2 separate regions of the Salmo salar genome follow, and region 2 is linked to region 1. A link is a contact called in public Hi-C data. All regions are on one chromosome and are shown on one strand. Each heading gives the region's core, a stretch centred on a gene start, on an enhancer-like site or on the middle of the called end of the contact. The rest is flanking DNA. Distances are from core to core; before and after follow the strand shown.

Region 1 (3,915 bases), core at 881-3,380:
GTATTAGTTTTCATTGCCTGAATCTTCATGTAATACAGACATCACCAGCTATTGGTGCTTTCAAGACAACTGGGAACTTGGGGGGGAAAACTAGGTCAAATCATAATGTCAGTGATCTTCAGGTCAGAAAGTTGGAGTTCTAGAAATAATTTGTATTTTTTTTACCTTTATTTAACTATGCAAGTCAGTTAAGAACACATTCTTATTTACAATGATGGCCTACCAAAAGGCTCCTGTGGGGATGGGGGCTGTGATTAAAAATAAATTAAATATAAATAGAAGACAAAACACACATCACAACAAGAGAGACAACACTACATAATGAGACCAAAGACAACAACATGACAACACAACATGGTAGCAGCACAAAACATGGTACAAACATTATTGGGCACAGACAACAGCACAAAGGGCAAGGTAGAGACTGTCAGTAAGAGTGTCCATGATTGAGTCTTTGAATTAAGAGAATGAGATAAAACTGTCCAGTTTTAGTGTTTGTTGCAGCTCGTTCCAGTCGCTAGCTGCAGCGAAATGAAAAGAGGAGCGACCCAGGCATGTTCCAGTTTCCGATTTGCATTCCGAGTTTGATGACCGTTCAAAACGATTTTCCAAGTCTGACCTCGTTTTTTTCCGAAGTCGGAGATTTCTGAGTTGCGAGTTCACCGTCGTTATGAACGCGGCATAAACTAATTCACCTCTGTATGACACACATCAGGACAAACACACTGACGTCAGTGAATTAAGCAGTGCCAATTGAGGCAGTTGATATTGATCAGTCGGCTCTTTACAAACTGCCGTCACTAGTTACCACAGCCACAAATTCATAAACCCCGCCTATTTCTGCCATTTGTCAGCCATTTTCCAGCTCGCGCCATGCGGACACGCGCGATAGTTCGTCCAATCCCGACGCGTCTGCATGAGGAGTCCCCCCGTCTCTCCCACCCACACAACGGTTCCTGGTTGTCACGAGCAGACCATAGCCACAAAGTCATACAGGCCGCCTATTTCTACAATTTCTCTTATTAAAATGTCATTTTGAACATAACCCTTAAACTAACCACACTGCTAACCTTATGCCTAGCCCTAACCTTAAATTAAGATCAAAGAGTTATTATTTTTTCTAACTTTGTGGCTGTGGTAACTCGTGGAAACTAGGGACCGGATGGGGGCTTGGTTGCTATAGTGAGCACTATCAACCATTACCCTCTATAGCTACTTGTGAATCCTGACCTGACTGCGTGCCAATGGCCAGCTTGGATAGGCTAGGCTAATAGGGCATATGCTTTTAGCATAATTACAGTAATTACACACAAAGTGTACTTTTTTTTTTAAGTCGGTAGGTTCATTTGAAAACTAAGCTGTTTTAAAATTATTCTGTTGAATGGTTTCAAAAAGTAGGCTACCTGCTGTATGCCACGCCAATTGAAAATAAAGCCATGCGAGTAAAACATCAAAACATGCAATCACATTTATTTTCTTATTTCAACACATTGTATGCACCCTCGAACTTAAAGTTCAATACACTACCTTTTGCAACAACGTTCCATGATTTATGGTGACCGCTAATGTAGCCTAATATTCCATCCAGCTGCTACATTGTAGATATTAGTATAGGCTCAATGAGATGATTATTTATCTGATTATTGTGAATAAATCAATAGCATAATTATCAAAGATAATGCCATGTAATACATGTATCCTATGGACTTTTTCTAAATGAAACCTGAATGAATCAGATGGGTGCTGATACCAGCCGCGGGTTAGGCAACTACTTACATCGCCGGGGGACTGCCGGTTTGTCATCCTTTGAAGGAATCCAGATCTTTTGTATCCTGTTCTGAGTAAGCATTCCTAGAGGGTAGTGAAATAAAACACGAAAGAAACCTAGGTTTCCCACTAATATCGGTCCCCCCAAAATACCACCGTTACGTGCTTTCAGATCAGCACGAATTAAATAAAAACAGTAGGATACAATTCAAAAATGTTTTGGATCGGCTGTCGTTCTCTCTACCAGACAAGTAATCTGTAATCAAATATATTGGCGAGCTAAGCAGTCGTTAAGAGCTGCAGTGTTCTATTCTAATAACGTCAGCCTGTGCCGGTGTATTAATCTACCCCGCTGTGTCCCAGTTCCTTTATTTAAACTGTCCCAGCAGGAAACAACTTGACATCGATGACATCCACCGGGGCTCGCGCTCTCGGGGATGGTGATGCTGCGCTCCCTTGTGGCTGATGACGGTAATCCACTATAATGGCAAATGGGAGTATCCCGTCGGTGCGCGTGCAGAATTGCACCCCAGTAAACCTTCAGACAGGAACAAATATGACCCATAGAGAGGTTTTTACAGCATTTGCGGTCTCCAAATATTATGTAGTGTCATGCCAATGTCTTATACGGACACTTTCTGGTGCAGATTAATATTTGTTTGATGCAAATCAATAGAACAATTTGGCAACAACTATATCACCCTAAATTATCAAGTGAAATATTTTTCATTCCAGCAACACAGGATATGGTGAAGGAAAATACAAAGTAGAGAAGTGCTGGGTTTCAAAATAACGGGCTCCACTCTCAATAGGCTCTTTAATCTCTTTTGGACAGACTGCATAAAACAGAAAGTGACACACTTTGGCAAGAATTTTACTACTGGGTAACAGAGATGATAGGCTATGTGACTGCCATAGTGGCACGTAGACTTGCCCTGAGCATGGCTACAGCCTGCAGTCATGTAGGACCATTCAAGTTTGTATCATCAATAAACTTAAGATACCAGTGAAAGGATTTGTCCAGTGAATAGAGAGAATAATAGTATTGTGCCATTTGGATCTGATTATTTCTAAGTTCTTCTTGTTTGAAGTGCAAGGTGTATATTTCAGAGTGGGGAAGATACAAAAAAGTGCATGTGTTTGTATGTGGACCCGTCGACCTCTCCACACACACCTCTTCATTGCCTAGTCTACTTCTTCACCCCTCTGTTTCTCTCCTGAACCAGGCCAGGTCAGAGCCTGACCCAGACCCCCCCTTGACAAGACTGTGGCCCAGTCTGGGTGCCAGGGGAGACCCCCCCCCCCTTCCCTAATACACATACTCTCTACCCTCCTAGACCCGGCTCAACTCCACCAGTGGTATTTAGGTTAGATAAAGAGCACTGTCACTCCCCCTGCAAGAGCCAAGCATGCTCTCCTTCCACCCTCTGCATGCCCAACCTGAAAACCTTACCCTCATAAACCCCCCCCACACACACACGTAATCTCAATGTTGATTTACCCAAACATATTTGTTTTTCTAGCACAGGAGGTTGGTGACACTTTAATTGAGGAGAACAGGTTTGTGGTAATGGCTGGAACGGATGGTTAGAATGATAAAGACATGGTTTCCGGGTGTTTGATGCCATTCCATTCACTCGGTTCCAGCCATTATGAGCCGTTCTCCCTCAGCAGCCTCCACTAGTTTCTTTGTATCTAACCTTCATTTGAGGTTAGTCCTAAAATCTGAGAGTAGAGAGTCAATGTCAATTTAATTCCCTTTCTATGAATTAGCTCATTTCTGTGTACTACCCGATCGGAATTAATTTGTTCTGATTTAATCCTCCACAGAGATCAGTCATTATGACAGTCCTCTAACTCTCCTATGACCGCTGTCTGTTTTACATAAGATCTGAATGAGGCTAGAGGAGGGAGGGCTGTGTTTCTTTCATAACTGCCCCAGTACCCCCTCACCGTGCCGGGCTATGTAAAGATGGAAAGCTGAGGGTCTGGTCCTCTGAGAGCCTCTTATGTCAGACAGAAAAAAAACTGGGCTTCCTAGACTACGCTCTGCCCTAGAAGAGTGAGAGATTAAAACAAAAGATTTTAAACAAAAAGGAACATTTATTTCCTGGTTTCAATTGTACAGGTTCATACTAGGACACAGAA
Region 2 (3,915 bases), core at 649-3,148, 35 kb before region 1:
GACACTTACCTAACAGACCAATAACGTATCCACAACCAGTCAATAACGTATCCACAACCAGTCAATAACATCTCACCTCAGCTCTTTCATACAGCCAAGGTGTACAGCAGTGGAGGCTGATAAGGGGAGGACGGCTCATAATAATGGCCGGAACAGAGCAAATGGAAGGGCATCAAACACCTGGAAACCATGTGTTTGATGCCATTCCATTTGATACCATAACACTGATTCCGCTCTAGTCATTACCACGAGCCCATCCTCCCCAATTAAGGTGCCACCAACCTCCTGTGGTGTACAGACTACTTTAGGAGTCACTACCCGATTGCCCAGATTGTGTGGAATACTGAGAATGTTGTATTGTACTCATAACCTGTTATTCAATAGTGTCTGTTTTATCCCTGCACATAAGTGTCTGTTCAATCCACTTTAACCATTTACTGAGACATTTTCTATTTAATTCTGAGTGTATCTGTAGTTTTATTAAAAAGAGCCACGGTTAGGCAGTTAGCCTAGTATATTAAAATGTGTTTTCCATTGGTATTGCTCAGATCCAGGTAGATTGTCACAGTATCGGAAGGTGGAGTGGTTGGTTTCAATGTACATGGATAAATTCATGGTTTATGTTTACATGATTCTGTGTTTTATAATTGCACTTCAGAGGCATGTGATCGCTGTGACTAAATTATTATAGATGCCTAGATTCAGCAGTAATTATTTGTTTTTTATCCTGTACATTAAAATAGGATTTTTGTAAATACATGTCCCATTACGTACTTGCATTCAAGCATGAGTTTGTGTCACAGAGATCGAGGAGAATGAGAATTTAGTTGAAATACTAAAACCGCTATCTTCCTGCCTCTCTCTCTCCCACTCTTTCCTTCCTGTGCCTTACCCTCTCAGAGACTGACAAACAGGTCAAAGTTGCTCTTTCTATCTGCAACAGGGATCCTGGTGTTACACTGTGATATGATGTACTATTATCTCACTAGCGATAAAGGTCATTTATGATTAATCTGTGATTAGATACAGTACCACGACAGTTCTGTGCATTCACAGGACAGATCAATAGCAGTGCCCTTTCTCTCCAGTGGAGGGCAGCATTGTGGTAGACTGACTCATTCATTCACTCACTCACCCACCTGTAGCCTACTGTCTATGCATATATGACTCTATCTTCCCTCCCTCCCTCCCTCCCTCCCTCATGTTTGTTCCTCATTCCGACAAATCTCTCTCTGCCTCACCCTGCCGCCCCACCATCCCTCTCCCCAGCGCTGTGGTACCCTGGGACAGACAGACTAATCTGAGAGCGAGCGATCCGTCACTGACCCATAATCCACTTAGACACAGCAGCAAACTATTTCCTGCCACTGGCCAAGGTACAGTCGCCACTTGACAGCCATGTCACACCAACAAGGGTCGAGATGGGGATGGCAAGCATTTTAATGTAGAGCTCCAATGTACAGAGTGCTGAACAGAAGCTGGACTATAAATGTCGATCTGAAATGTTTAGAAAGGTCTGCCCTTTGAAATAGTTTGATAAGATACTGTTTTTATAAAGGTGATCAAACTGTCTGTATCTTCTGGTGCGGTGTTTCGCAAACCTCTCCTGGGGTACCCAGAGCCTGTCCACGTATTTGATGAATCCCAGAACGAACACAGCTGATTTAACTAATGAGGGGTTCGATGATTAGGTGACCATTTGAATCAGCTGGGCTTGTTCTGGAATACATGAATGAAGTGGACTGGCTGGGGCTACTCGAGGAGAGGTGTGGGCTAGATCTAGGAGACCATTTGACTTCGTTCCCTGATAATTATATCAACACAGATGCATTTACACCCAGTGACCATAGGAGGGCAGTGTACTACCACATATCCCCTCATTTCCTCACAGGAAACCCACAAGTCATGTGGCTAGCTGAGCTCACATTATGGATGCTGTGACTCAGTAAGAGTGACTCATAGCTGGAATGTTTTGAATGTTTGATGTTATCAGTGGACAGGACTACACGCTTTCACTGTCTGACGTCATGTATGTAATCTATAAATATGGAGTTATGGAAGTGGACGGCATTATGAATTATGTATTATTTTGAAGGCGGAATGGATTGAGTGTCCTATATCTATAATGTGACTGCCAGTCAGACAGAACGTTTACTGTCTCATCACTACACAGGTCAATGTTCATCTCTATACATCTGCGCACACACACACACACACACACACACACACACACACACACACACACACACACACACACACACACACACACACACACACACACACACACACACACATATAAGCGTTTCGCTACACTCGCATTAACATCTGCTAACCATGTCTATGTGACCAATACGATTTGATTTGACACGTACAGGTGGACTCTCACCTCTAGACAGGTGACACTGTCTGTCTGACAGTCTGTCCGTCCGTCTGTCTGAGTGACAGTCTCTTATCTTATCTAAGTTAACCTCATGTGCACCTGTGTTATGCCAACAGAATAGATAGTCACATACAACAGCGTCGTTGTGGCAATATAATCTGACCTACATGAGATGGTCATGGCCGATATAAAGCAGGGAATGTCTATATCGGCAGTGAATCAGACTGTGTTACAGAAGATACATGTGTTAATTAGTAGTGGATCGTGCCTATCTGACTGAATGTGTGACTTACAGTAAACACAGACAGGTCTGCTGACTGAACGTTTACAGCTAATGGAAGTTAATAATTCAACATACACACCCCAACCACACACACACACACACACACACACACACACACACACACGCAGGAATATGTGCACACACGTGCTAAACATTGAGCCATTTAAAACTGGATTCACCTGGTTTACCATTGAAGCTCCTTGAGTGTGTGTGTGTTCATGTTGTAAACAATGATTGTGCTCTGCTCTCTACTGTCACGTCCTGACCATAGAGAGCTCTTATTTTCTATGGTAGAGTAGGTCAGGGCGTGACAGGGTTTTTTTCTAGTTATTATTTTCTATGTGGGGTTCTAGTTTAGTTTTCTGTGTTTGGGTGTTTGGTATGATTCCCAATTAGAGGCAGCTGGCTATCGTTGTCTCTAATTGGGGATCATACTTAAGTAGCATTTTTGCCACCTGTGGGTTATGGGATATTGATTTGAGTTAGTGCACGTAGCATTCGCTGTTGTCAGGGTTCATTGTTAGTTTATTTTATTTTGTCTTTCCTTAGTTTCACTTCCTAATAAATAATGTGGAACTCAACATTCGCTGCACCTTGGTCTGACATTCATTCCAACGAACGTGACCTCTATGACCTGTTGACCTCCCAGAATGTAAGGCGCTTTACTGTTACCTAACTTTCCTTTTTTTTTTTTTTTTTTTTTACCACGTGTGACACAGGTGTTCTGAAACGCACCCCTACCGTCACCAGTTAACTCTGGTGTGTGTTAGTTCCTGTCAACCTAAGGAGTTGTGTCAGTGATCAAGGACAGCTTCCTGGAGCAGTAGGGGAGCTAATGGGTTAGGGCAGGTATAGGGCAGTCATGACATCTCCATAGGCCTTCTCTTACGCTCACACAGATGGGATTAATGCTTAGCTAGTTAGCATGACAGGAACTGAGGAAGAGGTATTGTGTTGTTAGGAGTTACATGAGTCAGGGTTACTTGGTGGGGGAGACATTTAGAGTCAAGATAAAATGACAGAAGCGAGAGGTGGCACGAACACAGACCCCAAGGGCTGAACGAGAGACAGACAGACAGACAGATGTCCTAACATTTCACTACACTGTCATGAGATGAGTTTTCAAACATGTTTGATCTCACACACACACACACACACGTACAGGCAGAGGACCTGATATTCTGGGATGATGTAACTTCAGTCCATACGGTAGTAATCAGGCTGTTTGAGAATGTGATGAAACTTCAGGACA

What was found. Hi-C and Micro-C count contacts between places; a contact is called where the count stands out from the background.
Region 2: a contact with region 1 is called in a Hi-C map of blood, with 14 times the contacts expected there. The contact joins the enhancer-like site here to the promoter of LOC100380757 in region 1. A contact is called at or near these places in 3 of 3 Hi-C or Micro-C datasets (blood, gill and muscle).

The regions. Positions count from the first base shown.
Region 1 is chrssa07:43,346,999-43,350,913 of Ssal_v3.1, reverse strand. It overlaps LOC100380757 (6-phosphofructo-2-kinase/fructose-2,6-bisphosphatase 3), which reads right to left and starts at 2,130. Exons shown (of 13, transcript XM_014207886.2): 1 at 1,777-2,130. The coding sequence starts at 1,849. LOC106609273 (splicing factor 45) reads right to left here. Exons shown (of 13, transcript XM_014207890.2): 13 at 3,851-3,915.
Region 2 is chrssa07:43,381,769-43,385,683 of Ssal_v3.1, reverse strand. It overlaps LOC106609272 (protein kinase C, theta), which reads left to right. Exons shown (of 18, transcript XM_045722025.1): 18 at 1-755. Among protein-coding and RNA genes, the nearest start is that of LOC106609272, 18 kb to the left of the region's middle. Within about 2 kb of position 1,898, at least 3 of the 13 cell types and tissues checked have an H3K27ac peak or open chromatin away from gene starts, as enhancers often do.